Linked DNA regions of Gossypium hirsutum: region 1 is linked to region 2. Evidence: chromatin contacts called from public Hi-C data. All regions are on one chromosome and are shown on one strand. Each heading gives the region's core, a stretch centred on a gene start, on an enhancer-like site or on the middle of the called end of the contact. The rest is flanking DNA. Distances are from core to core; before and after follow the strand shown.

The links. Hi-C and Micro-C count contacts between places; a contact is called where the count stands out from the background.
Region 1: a Hi-C map of leaf shows a contact between it and region 2, with 2.5 times the contacts expected there. The contact joins the promoter of LOC107943845 here to the promoter of LOC107948066 in region 2. A contact is called at or near these places in 7 of 34 Hi-C or Micro-C datasets (leaf and seedling).

The regions. Positions count from the first base shown.
Region 1 is chrA04:79,350,886-79,355,393 of Gossypium_hirsutum_v2.1, reverse strand. It overlaps LOC107943845 (zinc finger protein BRUTUS), which reads right to left and starts at 3,186. Exons shown (of 14, transcript XM_041111442.1): 1 at 2,577-3,186; 2 at 1,834-2,043; 3 at 1,358-1,552; 4 at 898-1,256; 5 at 402-627; 6 at 36-204. The coding sequence starts at 2,885.
Region 2 is chrA04:79,166,635-79,171,381 of Gossypium_hirsutum_v2.1, reverse strand. It overlaps LOC107948066, which reads left to right and starts at 2,363. Exons shown (of 7, transcript XR_005925714.1): 1 at 2,363-3,191; 2 at 3,286-3,482.

The DNA.
Region 1 (4,508 bases), core at 1,937-4,436, 180 kb before region 2:
AATAACTTAAAGCACTCGGTCAATAAAAGTCAAACCTGCCAAATTCATATTTTGAAGGAAAGACCTAGCTTCTTCTTCACTTAATGATCCTACCAACCATGGTAAGACGCACTCAATTAATTTCAAGGGCATCACACACAAGCTCTGATAAAGAAGTTCTCTCTGTCTTTGGGGGCTAAAGTGCTTCCGAGCAAGTGGAAGTACCTACAAAAGCAGTCCAGCATACCATAAGGAGAGCACTAGGGGCAAAAAGAGATGAGAAACATGGTTTCAAGTGATACATTCCGGTAAACTTGATAATTTGGTACAAACGTTATACAAATGTCAAGAAATACAGAAACATGTAATGTAATTATAAAAAGCAGACAGACACTCATCAATTAAAGCAATAAAATACTTGCCTGTGCTTCTTCACTATGGAAATGCTTCTGTATACTATCCATTATTTGATCAGCCTGTGAGCACAAATTTGCATAGAATTCAGCAGAAGTTGAGTCAGCTCCCGCACTTTGAATATTTTCGATAAGGCGCCGAAGCTTGTTAAATTGAATTTCTTCTTCCGCATGCTCCTGAGTAAAAGATAGTTCTGCATCTACAGCAGGGAATATAACTCTATCCTCAGCAATACTGCAGCAAGAGAGAAGAAAAGTTAATTTCATAACAGGTATGTAACCAGTCATAAAGGTAGATCATAAGTTGTCCTAATACATTTCATGCATCAATTTTATTTTTTTCTGTATCACACCAGATCATAAAATTGAAGTCTTTTGCTGCATACAATAAACTCTAGCTTCAATATAACATGAAAGATAGGAAGTGTTTGTTAACTATGAAGTAAAAACAACCCTAATCAACAAAGATTACTATTAAAAGGGAAAACACAGAGAAAATCCACACCTGTGAAAGATGCATACTTCAGCTATGAACTGCAGCCTCTCATTGAAGCCAGATAAATCAGAAAAATCACCAGAAATTTGTATTTTCTTAGCAGCCTTGGCTATATCACTCAATTCTCGTTTGATAGCATTATGCCAAAGCATAATTTCATCTATAGGACTGGACAGAGTAGAATCCTTAGGTCTAGAACTTAGCTCCATATATTTCCTTTTACAACTTTTCGAAGATTCACATGCACAGTAACCACTTTCAGTTTGACTTGGTAAGACACTAGCTCCAAAAGCTTCACATCGAGCCTCGCCTTTGCAATTTTTACATTTCTCAGCTGTCTTGACACCTTCCATCCAGGTGAAAATAACCTTCACAACAGAACTAAAAATGTGAGATTTGATTCTAGAAGGAACTTGTGAGTTTTGGATAACTAATAACAATATCCTATATAACCTAGAAGCCCTGTCACCTGATGAAGAAGTTTCTCTCTTGGAATTATCTTGCTCAAGCACTTGCGCATGTCTCGATGTTCATCAGGTGATATAGAGGAGGAAAGCCATGGAAGAAACTCCGCCATCATATTAACAGGTATGCTGCAAAGAAATTGCCATACCAATGACGCCTGCTCTTCAAATGTAAACTTCTCAATAAGCAAGGGAAACACCTGTCAATTCCAAAGCAAGCATGTGAAACTAAAAGATAACTTTAAGTTAGAAGATTTAACTCCTTATTCTAAATTTGAAATGGAATGCATCATGACAAGTGATCAATCAAGTAAACATCTCAGCAATGTATATCAACAACCTCATCCACCTCCAAAATAAGGTAGGAGAATTGCTATAACACATCAAGAACGAAACAACCAATATTTTAGAAAATAAATTTTTCATCTGGCTTCTGGTTTAATTTTTGATTTGCAGCATTTGCCTCAAATATCTAACCAACCTGTTCCTCTTCCTTGGACATATGCTGAGTAATTGATGTCTGAAGGGCCCCAGTGCAAGAGGCTAATTCTCTCCTATAGCTTTCTTCATTCTGCATATCTGAAGTCAGCAATGCAAACAACTGATCAAAAAGGACACTTTCACCTTCATGTTCAAGTGAGTATGTTGGAGCCACATTCTTCACGCGTATATCAAGAGCCGGAAAGATAACCTACACATAAGGTAGTTTTGAATTCAGTAATCAGTCACAAATATCAGACAAATCTAAGGTGATGATGCAGCCAACAAGAATCTCATAGGAAAAAGGAAGGATTAAAAAAAACCCTTGGAGAGACTATGTTTATTTTAATTACAATATTACTTTTAAGTTACAACAAGGCAATCTCTTTCACAGGGGTTTTCACAAGTCTTTTGAGCCATCTAAGTATAAGGCTACGACAGCGAGTTTTACAGAGATTACCCCATATCTAAATATAGTGATAAATTCAAGTTTCTAGAATCAAATTCAATCAAGTTCTATCCTTCCTCAAACAATAACCCTTAAAACATGACAAAAGCATCACAAATTTATGAATTTACTAACAATTCGGGAAAGCTAATTCTGAGTATGGGATTTAGAATTTTCTAAAAAAAGTAAAGGGATTCAAAGGAAGGGGCAAAATAAAGCCAAAACTAATGTTTAAAAAACAAGGAAGAAAAAAAAGAGATAAAGGAGAACAAGAAGGAAAACGACAACGCATGAACCTCATCTTCGGCGTGGCAATGGTGCTTATATATAGTACGAAGGAAATGGCATCTCTCCAACAAAGAAGTAAGATCAGAGTCGTGGTGGTTGGTGGCAAAAGCCATGGCAGCTCGGTGGAGGGCGTCGAGCTCAGCCTTGATGGCCTTGTGAAAAAATTGGAAGATAAGAATGGGAGATTTAGAGGCGGAGTTTTTCAAGCAAGATTTGGAAGGAGTGGATGGATCGATTGGATTCAGAGGACCTGCCATTATTGCTATACCTCCTCCTCCTCCTCCTCCGGGTTCTAAGCTCGAGAATGGGGTCGCCATTAAAGAGAACTTCGACGTGGTTTCCGATTCAGATTTCCAAAAGCTCTACTAGATCTTTTGCCTGTTCATACAATTTGGAGATTTCATTTCATAGCCTTTTCTTTCTTTTTCTTTTTTCTTTTTTTTCTTCCTTTGCTTTAATGTTTTGTGTTTGTGGGGAGTAAAGAAGAATGTGAAACTTTCTTCTTTTATATATATTTTTGTAATTTTGCCCCTTTATTTTTCCTTCTCTTTCTCCCTCTTTGTTAGCCAGAAGAATGTGTTTTAATCAATGCGGTAGATGAAGAAGAGAATTTTTCTACCCTTAAAATAGGTGACTGGATTTTGAATTTTATTTTCTCAAATTTTAGTTTCCATTCTAAAAAGGTAATTTCTTGTTTTATTATAAATTCGGGTTTATTATAATATTATTTTTTATTCTAAGGTATTAAATATTTTTATATAAAATATTTTTTATACAATATTAGAGTAAGAGACGATAATAACATTATTTGAATCCGTATCAAATGAGTTTTTAACAAAAGTTTTAATTACTACTCTTGACAAGATTTATTTTAAAATATTAGATCAGTGAATGTAATACAATAATATTAATAATTTGATGGGAATTTTTAAAATCGAAAAGTAGTGATTAGATTTTAAATTTAGGAATAATTAAGAGATTTAAGGTATATTTTAACCATTTTTTACTTTCAAAATAAAAATATTAAAATATTAAAACTTTTTATCAAGAGATAAAAAATTAGATAGTTTTTAAGTAAGATCTCGAGTTGGAATGAAAAATAGTTTAAGAAAGTATTGTGAGTGAAACTCACTTCAATTTCAAATTTAGTGGAAACCTAATGAAAAAGAAAAAACTACCATAGTATTTGTTTCTAAATATTACTACAATAGTGAATAATGTAGAAATTTTATATTAGCAAAATAATTAACTAATATGGCATTTTTTTAGTCATAAAAGTAATATTTAATGCATTATTAGTGATTTTAAAATTCTATTCTAATGATGTGTAATTAGCACATAAAATTAGAATGTATTAGATATTAAAATAGGTTGATAATTAGAGAATAGATGCATGATGGCAGGCGTGGGATAAAAATAATTCCAAATACAAATACTAAAATATTCTGAGTTCCTAATTTATTTAGATAAAAAAAATCCTGCTACTTAAATAAATTAAATTTTAGTACAACAAGTACTATTATATTCTCCTTTTTTTGTCATTATTAGATACCAATTTCCATAAATTAAAATATAAAAAAGCTAAATATTATTATTAGGATAAAATAAATCCATAAAACCTTTCCTATCATAGTATAGTATAAGAAAAATAAATAAATTTCTTAAAAACTAATAGCATTTATTTTATATGATATAATGGCATTTGTGTTATTATTACACGATGGAATTTGTGAGTGAATAAACGAAAGGACGGCACTCGGCAAATCTTCTCGTCGAAAAGGATGGCTAAGGCAATTGTTTGACAAGTGTGAAAAGCACGTGAGAGCGTTTTAAGGACAGAGTCTGGCTTATCACAACCTCCACGTAAGCATCCACCTAGTGTCTGAAACGGACGGAAGCACTTCATCACGGTTTCACCAAAGTGACAATCGTCAAGGGTG
Region 2 (4,747 bases), core at 1,114-3,613:
TGTAAGACCATGGTTGAAAGATACCATGGCAACCTGTGTGTAAAACTATGGTTGAAAGATACCATGGCAACCTGATATGAAATGTGTAAGACTATGGTTGAAAGATACCATGGCAACCTGATATGAGATGTGTAAGACATTGGTTGAAAGATACCATGGCAACGTGACATGAAAAGAATAAGACCATGGTTGAAAGATACTATGGCAACATGACAGAAAATGAGTAAGACCATAGTTGAAAGACACTATGGCATCACGTCAAAGATAAATAAGACCGTGGATGGGAGACGCTATAACATCTGTTGAACAATTGATATTTAGGTAAAATGTATCAGATGACGAATGGTTATATGAAATGGTTGTGTGAAATGTTTATAAGAACTGGTCATATAGAAATATATGTACAAAAGCGTTGTATGAAATAATTATGAAAATGGATAAACGAAATAAGTATAAGTACATGGAATATAATTTATGTTAAGTTTGATATAAGCTATTACCAGAATAAATATACATAAAATATATGGAAATGATGAAGCATAAAATATTGATATAATGAAATGAATGATATATGCTTGTGAAGAAACGGTAAGAGCATGATATGTTTCATGACATGTACATATATGATTATCTTTGATATGTTGATACAAGGAAATTATGTAATTGAGACTATTATTAAACTCAAGTGTGACATGTCGAGAAAATAGATATATCAATGTTGAATTTATATGAGATATGTGCAAGTATACTAACAATGTTGTTGTTTGATGCTTATACAAGTGCCAAATTGTTGATTGAATGGTAATATATTTATTTTATATGATGCATTGGATCGGTAAGTATTTTAATTTTTTTAAGTGATCTGCAAATGGTAGTAATGCTCCGAAACCCTATTCTGGCAGCGGATACGGGTTAGGGGTGTTACACAGATTTTTTTTTGGCATTTAGTAAATTCAAGCTAGGCTCGGGCCAAAAATGTCTTACCTGAGGCCTGACCCATTTTTAAAACGAGCCTTATATTTGTCCAAGCCTATTTTTCGGGCCTATATTTTTGCCCAAACCCTCCCACTTTTTGAACTCGACCTATGAACATGTCTAATATATATATACTATAGCAATTTAAAGTTACAATTAAAGAAAGCGTTCCAATGTGGCACGGCCAAGAAAAGGTCATTTGGCACGCAAGTCATTTGTCAGGTGACTTTATTGACTAAAGTTTAAAATAAATATTATTTCAATCTAATCTCCTTATAAAAATATATCAACATTAAATACCCATTAATATAATAAAGAACATACATGTCAATTAGAGGTGTGCATGGGTCGGGTCGGGTCAGGCCCAACTAAAAATTTAGGCCCGTTTGCTAGGCCCAGGCCTGGCCCAACCCGAAAAATAGGCGTAAAATTTTACCCAAGTTCGGCCCTAATAAAAATGTTAAAACCCGAGCCCGACCTGACCCGACCCGCCCATATTAATTTTTATATTATTTTTATATAATTTTAATATATATATAAACCATCAAAAATACTAAAAACATCAAAATAAATATTTTTCAACAAATTGAAAATAAATTTTAAAAAATATGTATACTTAAATAACACTAAAATAGATACAATTTAACAAGCAAATGCCTCTAAAATAATAACAAAATTAGCAAATGTCTTTAAAATAATAAAAAAATTAACAATAAAATAAGTTTTATATAATATCCAAACAATAACAACAAAATAATAGCAATATAATAGTAAAATAGTAGCAAATAGGGAGAAAATAATATTAATTTTTTTTTCATTTAGTGAATTCGGGCCAGCCGGGCAGGGCAAAAATGCCTTACCCGACGCCAGGCCCTTTTTTTTAAACGGGCCTTATTTTTTTGCCCAAGCCCATTTTTTGGGCCAATATTTTTTCCCAAACCCTCCCACATTTCGGGCGGGCCTTCGTACCCCGGCCATGCACACCTCTAATATCAATAATCTCCACTATAATTGATTCTAATCATAGGTTATGAAAAAATATATAAATATATTTTTTCTCTTTTTAATCTTTAATTTATATTCTATCTTTTTTTTATGGGTAACCCTAAAATTATTATCAAATCATTCAAGTTTATTTTAAATATTACTTTCTTTTTATCTTAATTTATATTAATTTGAATTTGAATTATCTTTATAAAAATTAAAAATTTATATTTTTAACAATATTATTTATAAAAGTTTAGAAAATTTATATAAATTTTAACAATTTAAGATAATATATTTTAATAATTGAAATATTTAGTAAAAATCATTTAATTTTTATATACATAAATTTAATATATCATAATGGAAAATGGAGCATAGTTAAGCTTAAAAGATATATATTCAAATAAAAAGGTCCGTTTAACTTGCTTCCTTTCCAAAAGTGCCCCATCCTGCCGCTCCACCCCCGTCACTACCTCCCCTCCCCTGTGGTGCTCTCTCTGAACTCTTATCCCCCACCGCTAACAACACCAACCCTGCAATGGCGGCCGCCGCAGCAGCAACTATTTCCTCCGACTCTCTAGCCACAGTTTCGGACGGCCCCGTCCTTAGCTTCATCAACAAACGCCTCCGTGCCCTACGCAAGAAATACAACCGCATTCTCCAAATGGAAGAATCGGTCTCCCAAGGCAAAACTTTGAACAAAGAACAAGAAGATGTCCTCCGTTCCAAACCCACCGTATCTGCCCTTATTGATGAACTCGAGAAGCTTCTCCAGCCTCTTTCTTCCGCTGTCTCCGAAGAAATCTCACTCGCCTTACAGCGTCAAACCGTTTCATCATCAGAAACAACCTCTCAAGCCCAACCTGACAAGACTGAACCCCAAGAACAACTGCCCAATGTCCCCGATCATGCCATTGAGGATCTCCTCAATCTTCTCTATTTCGGGTCGTTGTTCGATGTCAAGTCTCAGAGTGATTTTACCTCCACCATGTTGACGAGGACCCACGAGAGAGGCTGCTGCTTGACTTACGATTACGTTACCGACGACGCTACCGATCTGCTTAACGAGAAAGATTTGGATTTGATTTCGACGCTGAGTGGACTATTGACTTCGCGGCCGGCTGATTCCAGTTTGTCTCATAAGAACGCTTTGCACCGTTGTATCCAGCATGCTATGCTTTGGCTTTCTAACTCTGACCAGCCTGTTGACCCCAATGCCGACGTTTCATGTATTCATCCGCTCTAATCATTTTCGTAGCTATTATAATTATGTACTTATTGTTCAATTTCTAGCTTTTCTGATTTGAGAGTTCTTTGCTGCAGATGCTGGGTTGAGAGAGAGGCTTAACAAGATTATGGCTTTGGATTATTTTACAACCACGCCGGAGATAAAGGATCCTGCTGAAGTGGCGGCTGCTGCTGCTGCTGGGACTTATACTTCTTTCCAGGTTCCGGTGCACGCTGTGCCCACTTCCGTGCCTGTTCAGGTGGAAGACTCGGTTGGGCAGTACCAGCAGAAGGTATTAACTTTGTTTTAGTTCAAAATAAAAGGAGTGGGGTTTTGTGGTTAGTGTATTTTTACTTTTGCATTTTGTTTCTGATATATGTTTTAGTATAAAAACTTTGGTTTCCCTTTTGTTCTGTACAGTTATCATTACCGAAATGATTGTTAATTTGTTTTGTTTGATGCAAATACATTGAGGTCTTGGTTTTCAGCTATATAACCTAGAGAGGGGGAAAGAAAATCAGAGAATTCTTAGAGTTTCTTTATATATAAGTTAATTGTAAACGAAAGTTGGAGAAACAAAATTTATTATGCCAGCAACCCACTAAATTATTTGTTAATTTTTGTTTATTGTGAAGTTAAGAGTTACTGCAGCGGGATTAGAGAGTTTAATTTCCTTAATAGCATTTTGGATTTTCTAATTGTCTATCCAACATCAATTTTATTTGTTTCTCTATCTGTAGCCTGCAGATAGAATTAGACCCTCAATCTATATTCCTTTATGCACAAAATGTTGTTTAAATATGAGCTCATTAAATTTGAATTTAGCCATTATGTCCAGAAAGAAATATTGTACTTATGTGCATAGCAAATACATGTTGAAACAGTGAGGAGCTGTGTTTCTTGCTTCAGAAATAATTTTTCCCCCTGTGTGCAACAGCACATAAAATTTTTGAAACAGTGAATAATCGTGCTTGCTGTAGATCCTTATGTGTTGGTTAATATCATTGTTGTTTTGGTATTACATGAAATTATAAATCGTTTATGCTTTGCAATTGGAGGAAAATATTAATAACTCACATTGGTTGCTAGATTTTTTAGACATCAACATTGTGAACTCTGTCTAGTCTTCTTTTTCTTATGAATAAGACACACACAAATGTTTCTAGTGTATTAGCAAATCTACCTTGTATAGTGTCCTCCTTTTTTTCTTGGAAGGAATGAGGTTGTTTAAGCAAGTTTCTTTTATTGTTGAATGAAACCAAGTCTAAGACTGCTAAACATGAATTATTTGTAGATGGAGGTACAGGAGAAAGTATTGGGGTTGGGGAGGCAAGATTTGTAAAATGTTGGTACAGAATGTATAAATTACCTAAGATTGAAGTAGTTAACAACCTTGCAGGCAGAATGGCTAAAAGATCTCATGAAATAGTTTTTTATTAGTGCACAGAAGTAGTACACATATTAATAGAGTTACAATGTTCTACTTCCTTATTTCAAATTTGATTCAGAACTAGTCCTAAAAAGTGCAGTTAAAAGCTTACGCTCCAAGGCTGGGAT